3 separate regions of the Gossypium arboreum genome follow, and all the other regions are linked to region 3. Evidence: chromatin contacts called from public Hi-C data. All regions are on one chromosome and are shown on one strand. Each heading gives the region's core, a stretch centred on a gene start, on an enhancer-like site or on the middle of the called end of the contact. The rest is flanking DNA. Distances are from core to core; before and after follow the strand shown.

What was found. A called contact is a pair of places that touch in the nucleus more often than the background predicts.
Region 1: a Hi-C map of leaf shows a contact between it and region 3, with 4 times the contacts expected there. The contact joins the promoter of LOC108461970 here to the promoter of LOC108467692 in region 3. A contact is called at or near these places in 2 of 5 Hi-C or Micro-C datasets (both in leaf).
Region 2: a Hi-C map of leaf shows a contact between it and region 3, with 2.7 times the contacts expected there. The contact joins the promoter of LOC108470259 here to the promoter of LOC108467692 in region 3. A contact is called at or near these places in 2 of 5 Hi-C or Micro-C datasets (both in leaf).

The regions. Positions count from the first base shown.
Region 1 is chr8:80,305,104-80,308,481 of ASM2569848v2, forward strand. LOC108461970 (NADH dehydrogenase [ubiquinone] 1 beta subcomplex subunit 10-B-like) reads right to left here and starts at 1,931. Exons shown (of 3, transcript XM_017762014.2): 1 at 1,558-1,931; 2 at 1,143-1,197. The coding sequence starts at 1,846. The coding sequence ends at 1,166.
Region 2 is chr8:82,049,317-82,052,779 of ASM2569848v2, forward strand. LOC108470259 reads right to left here and starts at 1,418. Exons shown (of 6, transcript XM_053018010.1): 1 at 628-1,418; 2 at 1-24. The coding sequence starts at 1,299.
Region 3 is chr8:81,158,175-81,161,540 of ASM2569848v2, forward strand. LOC108467692 reads left to right here and starts at 1,518. Exons shown (of 7, transcript XM_017768424.2): 1 at 1,518-1,789; 2 at 1,924-2,001; 3 at 2,473-2,511; 4 at 2,598-3,176; 5 at 3,263-3,361. The coding sequence starts at 1,697.

The DNA.
Region 1 (3,378 bases), core at 681-3,180, 850 kb before region 3:
AAAGTTTAGGCACATATACAACCAAATTATGAACACAAAAATATGGTGTTTCAATGCACCCACCTAAGTCTCTAATTATGTGATCCATATAAAAGACCATGCATGCACCAAGTATCAAATTACATTCTCAATTGCTGTAGTTCAATTTATCCAAACTACTCCATTACATGAATTACATCCTCTAAAGTCTGTCCATGAAGTTAAGATAACTCTCAAATGTATGAATCTCCTTTCCATCAATTTGCAACCTGCATTTCCGTTCTCAAAGCTTATAGCAACCAATGTCCTAGTAATCAAATTCAATCCTCATTGACAAAAAACCACACTGAACAGTATCGCAGCTTGAACTTTCTTGAAAATGATTCCCGAATAATTTGCTCAAACCTGCTAGATGTATTTACTGCACCTAGTGCACACATCACGTATATTGAAGCCATTCCAATTGCATGCACAGTTATCACACCCATGTGATGTTCCCCCAAAGATTACATTAAATATTTGGAGCTCACTAACCTTGAAAAGTAATAAGAAGAGACTTAAGGTTTCTGACTTATGAGCTTATTTGGTTCAATGGCCTAATACTTAATAATGCATTGGTCCTACTACCAGATGATTAAAGATTCTTACAGTTTGCACCTAACTGATTACATAAGCTCATTGCAAGAGTCCTTAAACCCCCAATCCCACCAAAAGCAAAATGACTTATTAATAAAACTACGTATCATGTTTAAGTGAATGAACATCTCTGTAGTTGTAGTAGCCTCACACTGAATAATAGTCAATATTACAAGAGTCTCAATAAGCCAGTTTGCAGTTCTCTTTTTCTCAAAGTAGATCCGAATTCAGAACAGTCATCGCTCACAAAGATGATTAAGAAAAAAGAAAACATCTAAATTTGGTTATTTCCTAAGGGCTTTTGCCACCACATAAATCATTCCTTTTCCCACCTATTTCTGCTTTAGAATGCATATACTTGTCGCACGATTCAGCTAAGTAGGTTTAGGCTTTTTCTTTACACAAATCCCATAATTCAGCCAAACAGTTTCACAAACAACAATATAGTAAGAAATAATTTGATCAAGACAATGGTAAAAAGAAGGTTCAATAGATAATATAAAGAATGAATTAGGGCCTCAGATTACCTTCCTTAGCTGAATGCAGCCACTCATTCTGACTCAACCTCCTCAACCTTCGGACCTATATCCGAAATCATTAAACACAATGATCAATACAGTTCAGACATTCCCTCCCCCAAACAACAATGTTGACTCATTCCAAAACAAATAAAATAATGGTTTAACATTCAATCGTTTCGTTACTTTTACCCCTAGCGTTGCTTTTGACTTCCTCAAACCTTGTTAAAATTAAAAGGAAGTAGTAAACGAAAAAAAAAATCAATTGAAAACGAGCTAAATAGGCGAAAATTATTCATCTTTTTTTTTTTTTCAAATTTATTCAGGAAGTAAAATAGCAAGTAATAAAATTAACAATCAATCGAGCTTAAATAAAATAAAGAAAATAAAAGTAGCATATATTTAAAATAAAAAAGATTAGGACCGTGGAGGGACGGATGGCGGCCATCCTTGCCCCAACCAATGCCGCGGGTGGCGTCAAGGTACTGGCTAACGAGGTGGCGGCACTTCTGGAGATGGTTGACTCCTTCGATGCGGTAACACCACCTGACTTTGTCTCGTAAGATCTTCGCCTTCTCAATGTCTATCCATTTCTCTCGAACTATATGCTCCCTCATTTCCAGCATGGCAACTGGGTCTTGGTAGGGGTTGGCCGGGTCGAAGTCATCTGGCCCGGTTTCTTCGAACTCTAGCACTCCCTTCTTTCTCCCCATCTCTCTCTATGCTCTTGTTTTGCGCTGTGCTTCCTCCAGATTTGCGGGGGATTTTAAGTCTCGTATTTGGGGTTTGGGATTTTCTTGTTGGGCTTAAACATAATTATTTTTTGCTCAGTTGTTTTATTTATTGTTGGGCTTAAAACATGATAAGTTCTTCCACCCAACTCTTAACTGTTCAGAAGTTTTCTAAGTTCATGACATGGAGGAATGAAAATATTTTATATTATTATAAAATTATTTTAATAAATAATTATTGGTGAAATGACAATAAATTTTATATAAATTTATTAATTTTGTATTCGATTCTCAAATAATATGGTTTAATTATTTTATTTAAAACTATAAAGAAGTGTGAAAAGATAAATTTATTCTTATAATAATTTTAATTACCTAATAATTTTACAATTGAGTTAATTTCAAGTTAAATTGTGGCATTAACTCAATCAATCATTTTATACATAATATAAATATATATAACTAAAATGATTTTTTATTTAATTTGAGAGTAAAGAAAAATACTACATATATCTAATATCTACAATATATATATATATATATATATATAAGCAAAATATTGAAATAATTAAGGTAAATTTTAGCTCTAAATTAATTCTTCTCATATCACTATTAGGTTGACTTTAATAATGACGTGAGTCTCATCTATTGTATTTAAGTTTTGTTTAAAATTAAATTTGTTAAAAATAATATGATTAAAATTTTAATATTAAATGTCATAAACAATAAAAATTAATATATAATAATTTGTTGATTGAGTTTTAACTCAATTAGCATATAAGTTAAAATTTTTAATATATTATATATAAATTTAATTCTTAATTAGTTTTTAATTTTTATTGTTTTCAATTTACATAAGTAGTATATTAAAATACTAGTGTGCATTTTCATGGGATGCATAGGTAAGTTGTAGTCGATATTAAAGTAGTGATTGTATGTTATGGTATACTATATTTAAGCTAGTTTAACGAATAAAGGTTTAGTTTTTATAATATTGAAAAGTATATTGTATGATAAAGTTTATTTTAAATAGAAAAACAACATTCTACTAAGAGTAGGAGAGGGGTGAATGACTCACCCTTATATTTCTAAAAGGGTTGTTGCCTCCTTCATGTTATATGAGGGGTTTTGGGTCTCTTTCACATCAGGTCTAATTACGAGCACTTCTTGAGTCTTTTTGACCCAGTATTCTATAATGTGATCCAACCTAGTTCAGTTATTCTATTTCATAAAATAAACTTTAATATTTACATATTAAATAATTTTTTCATCCCAATTTTACTCCAATAAAATTTTGACAATTTTACCCTAGATAAAATTTGGAGAAATTTCGTTCAATATGTCACAACTTAACTTGTTCATTATGACCGAATGGTTTATTTTCATTTTTAGGCTTCAAAATAGTCCAAAAACATAAACTCGTTCTTCTATTTTTTAAGTAATCTGATATAGGATTGCAAATTTCTATTTTCATTTCCATTTCCATTTTTGAAAACCTACATTCATTTCCAAAT
Region 2 (3,463 bases), core at 168-2,667, 890 kb after region 3:
GGCTTTAACTCTTTCAGGAGGCAACTGTTCACAAAAGAAATGCCTTTTCATCACCCCTTAAAGCAAAGGCCTTAAACAGAAAGATCCAAGCAGACAAAATGTACTTGACAAAGTCACCCTTTAGTCTTTGAGATAAGATAAAGAACCAATGGAGAACCAATCACAAATAAAGGCATAGAATTCATTATGCTTACCGTTAAGGAGTTAGAATCAAAGATTCCAATTTCAGAAAAATAATTTCCCAATATCAGGCAAATTGAATAAAAAATAGGTTCATATAATTCAAATAGAATAAATAGAATTAAACCAAGTTCTACTCTTAATTAGGATGTCCTCAAATATTACTCTGTTTTATTTTCGTTTTCCATGACATACTAATAGCTTCCAAAATAAAATTCCAAATCTCTTCGGGCCAAACTTTCTTATCGTACACTGAATCATAAAAATCTAGCTAAATTTAATCGATAATACCACTTGATAAAGAGAAGAATAAGCGGTGAGGACATCGATTCTTTCAAAAAAACCAGCAGCAATCATAAATGTACTGAGCTAGACGAAGTAGATAATACATTGTATATGACTATTAAAGAAAAGAACATAACAGAAAAAACTGTAAAAACTTCATACCATACTATCGTAACCTTGGATCAACAGCGAATAATCAACAGCTCCATTTTTATGTTTCTTGGATTTCCCCTCTCTCGTCCCATGCCTCTCTGACCTCCATGACTCCCGCGGCGACAAACTCCTGCTCCGCTTCCTCCGCTCCAATTTCCCTTCTCTACAAGGCGACCTACTCCTCCTCCGGCGATCTCTACTCCCACTCCTCCTCCGATCTCTACGAGGCGACCTACTCCTTCTCCGCTTCCTTCTCTCTCTATCCTTTTCCCAGTATTTCTCCCTACTCGTGCTGCTGCTTCGCCTCCTCGAATGCTTATCTCCGTCTCTCTCCACGTTGGTTCTCGCCGAAACCCTAGCTTCTCTTTCCGGCTTCTTCTTTAGCTTATGTTGGATCGATTGAAGTTGAGATTCTTTCTCAAGCTTGGAAGCGGTGGTAGGACTCGAGGCCCTGACGAAACTGCTGAGGAAGGATGAAGATGAAGAGACAAAGGTTGTGCCTCTTTGAGGAACCGTATCGTGTTGATCATCGCAAGAGGAGAAACCGAGGCCTCGCTTGAATCTGGCCGCTCCCTCACCTTTCCTGGTAAGCTCGTCGTAGTAAGCTGCAGCCTTCTCTTCTTCCATTTTTTTTTTCTTTTTTGTCTTTGCTAACTGATTTTGTGGGAATCGCAACAGCATTCAATGCGAGAAGAAGGGTATGTGTGATTTAATTTCCGTATTATCGATTTGTAAGAACCTCATCGGTGAACGGTAATGTAAACGATGTCGTTTTACTTCTAGTCTCTATTGGATAAAAGCTGCGGATCAGATCTAATTAAAATTTTTAAAAATTTAAAGAGTTTTAGTGACCATTTTCAAAAATTTTAGAAGTTTTATAAAAATTTAAATTATTAAAAAATAGTTTAATTGAAAGTTTTAAAAAATTTAAGATTTAATAATAATTTTTAAATTTTGGGGTTTAGTTAGAATTTTCAAATGTACAATTAAAATTTTTAAAAACTTGAGGTTTTAATAAGAATTTTCCTCTAGGCGAAGAAAATGACTTACGAAATTATTTTTCTTCTTTATATTTTTATGTGTTTGTTTCATGAAAAATTGTTTAATAAATCAAAATTAAATTGATTTACCCTTGTCAAGGATAAATCATTTTTTAAAAAAACTCAGTAATTTTATTTTTATATCACAATTGATTTGAATTAAATCTAACATTATTATATTAATAATTTTTATTTTAATTTTTAAAAATATAAAATATTAATAAAAAATCATAATGGTGAATATTATTAAACATACATATTTAATTATTTATATTTAACAATATAGTAAATTATTAATATAACTAATATAATTTATTGTTTTAATAAATCATTTAATATTGCAATCTTATCTTAATAATAAATTTTAACAATAATGTTTTAAAATTTAAATATTATTAATATATTATTAACAATATTTATATTAATATTGTAATAATAAATATTACAATTTATAAATATTTTATAGTAAATGTTTTACAAGATAAAATATGGATATTTTAATTATAAATATTAGTATTTTTTTAAGTTGTTGATATGAAACGTGCGTAGAATAAGGTCGTTATCACACCTCAAAATTGAGCCTAGTAGTTTTGAGGGTAATTTAGGAATTTTAGTTCAAAATGTGTTTGAAAATTTGAAGCATGGTAAACCGAAAATGTGTTCGTATATGGCTTTTTTATAGTTAAATCAATTTTTGAAAATAAGGTAGAAAAGACCTTCAATTTTAAAAAAGAGGATTGTTTTGTAAAAGGAATTAAATTAAGAGTAGTTTTAAAGCAAATGTATGAAGTTTTAAATCAACCCAATTTTCCCCCTTTTTCACCTATTTTGACAATTAGAGAAAAAAATAGCATTCTCACCTATTTGTGCCGTCCCTTGAAACCTCAAACCTCATTCATCTATTTTGATCTTTCCAACTCTAATCTTTTTTAATTCTATCAAATCCCAAACACCAAATCCCTCCCAAATTCAAAGAGAAACACCAAAAACACCATTAATTTTGTTATCTCTCAAACTTGTGGGTTTTTTGGATTTTCAACCAAACATTCATTTTTCTCTCATCGAAGGTAATGATTTGTTTTCATATTAGTTTTTGATGATATCTAGCCTTTTAAATTAGGTTTTTATCTATTGAATCAAATTTTTTGAATAAATGCCGAAAATTGGATCGTTAATGGTGGAATTCAGGATTTTGAATGAAAACGATGTTTCAAAGTGTTTTTCAACTTGTTTTGATGTGATTAGTTGGTTTCTAAACTTTCCCTCAAGTTTTGTTAAAGAGTTCTAAGGTTTTATTGAGTTTTCGTGAAAATTACCATTGTATGTCAAAATTTTGGAACCATGAATCCGTGTAGTTCTGTATAGTTTGAAGGTTGGGAATTATTCTTAGATATATAATTAGACGATTAGAATCAGTTTTATTAAATAAGAGCGAGTAGGAGTTGAGGTTTTTATGTTTCAGCTAAACTAGTCGAAATTTCAGTCTGAAGAGAATCTATGGCTGAATAATAATTATGAATCTATGGCTGAATGATAATTATGTTTGTTATGTGATTTGTTTTGGGTAAGTAATCGAAACCGTTGAAGCCTTCGACGAGCAAGGCAAAAGGAAAGGAAATCTAGTTTAGACTTTCAGCGACTAGGCGAAAGTGTGAACGGTAAGTGTTTGGAATCACTGCTAGTAGGCACAATTCATTGTGGAATTTGGGAGCTTAGGAGTAGCCTAAACCCCTACTCTAAGTTTTGAGTGTAAGCTTTCTCATACCCCTTGTTTAATTTGTGAAATATATGATTATAGGTGGAAT
Region 3 (3,366 bases), core at 268-2,767:
ATTTTTTATTTTGAGCAATTTAATATTTTTCTTTTATATTCATTGAACTTTCCTTTTCTTATCTTTTTTCCATTCTCTTCTCTTTCTCTCTCTGTTTTCCTCCCTTTTCCATTTATTTTAACGTAGTTTTTCTATATTTTTCATTTGTTAAACTAGTCTCTATATTTTATTTTTTGAATAATTTAATTCTTTTTTCTTTTATTCTTCCCATTTATTTTTCTCTCTTCTCATATTCTTCAATGCAGAAACATAATCTTTACCCACCAAATAAACCAAGTTTTTGTTTCTTTCACATGATTCCTAATTTGCATTTCACTCAAAACCGAATATCAATCATTCTTAATCAAATCTCGATTAGAATAACCTAATTTTGAAACTAAAATTGGATCTAACTAATCAATATAAATAACCATATCCTTAATCAAATCTAAACTTAAATTTAATTCTTTATATTCAAAACAAATTTTTTCTGTTTCCAAAATTTTACAGAATCATGTAGATTATCCATTTCCTTTTCTTTTTTGATGAATAAAATTAAGCAAATAATAAAATTGATCTAAAACTTCTTGGATATTCCTAAGCAAATTTGATAGAAAGCCGAGCATGGATGAAGCAAAGAGAGAAAGTGAGCATGAAACCAAATTGGTTTGGGTAAATTTGAGGGTAAGATTCATACCGTGGTCGTTTTAGTTATTGAGAGTGTAGAGCTCGTTTGAAGAATCCGTGAAGCAATGTAGTTTCAAGAGGACAAGAATGTTGTAGGTAAGATAGATATGGTGGTTGTGGGGGTTGGTCAGGAGGTTAAGGGAATGAGCTCGAGAAACTTTGTTGAGGGTGGACTGCTATAAGTCACGACTAGCGAGGTCGTTGAGTGAGGTGAGCTTGTGGACTAGGCCATTGAGAGATCCAAATTGGTTTGTTAAAGTGATGATGGATGATGAAGGTTTGTAATTGTGGGGTGAGAATATGCGATGCAAGTTTTATTTTCGTTTTAGCTTTCGCCTTTTTTTTCATAAACATAAAAAAGTTTTAACAAATAGAAAATATAAAAAAAAAACGTTAAAAGAGATGGAGAAGGGAGGAAAACATAGGTAGGAGCAAAAGAAAATGAAAAATAAAGAAAAAAAGGAAAGTTAAAAAAACATAAAAGAAAAAAATTAAATTGCTCAAAACGAAAAAATATGGAGACTAATTGTATAATTTAATCTAAAATTTTTATTTGAAATGATGACTTAACGTGCCAAGTCAGCTTACAGTTACACCGTTAGCAACAATTAATGACTTAGTGATTAAAATGTTACAACACGTTAACGTAAGTGACTAAAATGTAACATTTCAAAAATAAATGACTAAAATATAACATGAGGTAAATAAAAATAATTATTTTAATAGTTTACCCAAAATTTTAATATCTAACTATTCTCCCCACCAATTTTAATATTTAGTTAGAAATTTTAATATTAACTTACAAGAGGTTAATTGGGTAATTTTATTTTCAAGCCTACGGCACAACTCCACCAAAATATATATTAACGGATGAAAAGAAAACGTGCGAGGAATGGAGTTGGATCCCTAATAGCGCTCTTATAAAAATGCCCAAATGCAGTTGCCGGGCTCAGGCCTTTCAAAACAGCTTTGCTATAAAAGCCCCAACACAACAATAGCCTGAAACTGCACTTCAATCTCGACATAGATAATGGCGGGAAAGCAGATCGGCGGCGAGGGCTTGCCAGCCAGCTTCGCTGGAATGTCGAAGAATCAACTTTACGAGATCATGTCCCAGATGAAGGCACTCTCACTCTCACTTTCAATTTTCTATTTCATTTCTTTTTCCTTTGTTCCAAACGCCAGTTCCTTCGCCATCAAATATAATTGGTAATTTAATTACTAGTTTTTAGTTGATCGTTTTTTGTCTATATGCAGACGCTTATAGAACAAAACCAGCAACAAGCGAAAGAGATCCTTATTCAAAACCCTCTCTTGACTAAAGCCCTATTCCAGGTTTTTCTTTTCTTCTCTATTTTCTTTTTCAGTTTTCTTTAAAGCTCTCTTCGTTTCCCTTTCCGATTTATTCTCTATTCTTTGAAAAGTTTTTATTCTGATACCGATAATAATTACACGTTGCTATTATATGTTGGTTCGAATGAATTGTCCGTTGCTATAACTGTGAGAATTGCATGAAATTTTGGTATAGTTGTTTAGAGTAGCTAGTCACTAAGAACCCGAGCAACTTGGCACTGAATACGGTTGTATTCAAGAACCTTTGTATGGTCAATTAGGTTTCTGAAGTTGCTTTTGTATTTAAGGGATGCCTGTAGTTCTTTATCTTTCTTGGTGGATTAGTTGTAATGCTGTAATAGCCCTCCTTTTGCTTTTAAATTCATGTTTTTAGATGGTGTACTGTTGAAAATCTTTTGGAGCTTCCATGCCTGAACAGGTCTTTTTTTTTTTTTTTTTTTTTTTTTACTCCAGGCTCAGATTATGCTTGGAATGGTTAAGCCCCCTCAAGTGGTATGTTTTTTTTACTTATGTGAAGTTGTCTTGAAATTTTTATGTTGGGGACTGTGCCTGTGTTTTGAATCTTTGTTTGTGTTTAGATTCCTACCATTCAGCCACCTACATCGCAGCAATCTCAGTGTCAGCAATCAGCACAACCTCCTCCAATGCCAAACATCCAGCCAGCAAAATCATTGCCAAGTCAACCCGGGTTGCAGGACCAAGTGGCTCCATCTCAGACCCAACCTCCTTTAAGGAAACAGCACCAAAACCAAGCTGGGGCACATATCTCAGCTGCTGCTGTTCCTCCAGCCAGCATTCAGTCCCAACCCACGCCGTCACATTCCCTTCAGACACCACAGCAGATGAAGGGGCATCTGAATCCTCCGATGTCCCTTCCACAATCATCTCAACTGCCAAATGTACCTCCAGTTCCTCTTCACTCATCTTCACAGCCCCATCATCATCAACAAACACACATGCCAATGGCCTCTGGCCAGTTGCAGCAGTCTTTGCAGACAACTGGAATTCCTCATATGCCTCTCCAGCCACCAATGCCGCAACAGGCTAGACCACCTACACTGCCAACTTTACATCATCAGTATACCCCCCAAATGGGTCCTAATGTTGGTTTCCAGCATCCTGGTGCTCCCCAGCATCTTTCACAGCCTATATTCCATGTAAGTCAGAAGTTGAATTTTGGAAGCCTTGGGTTCTACCTAGTAACATATTCTGCAATAATTCCTTTTATTTTTGAATTGTCCAGTCAAGTAATAAACCACCTTCTGGCCTTGGACCTTCTTTTGCACAAGGACAGCCACCACACTCAAATCAGCTGCCACCTCAACCAATGTATCAAAATCAAGTATG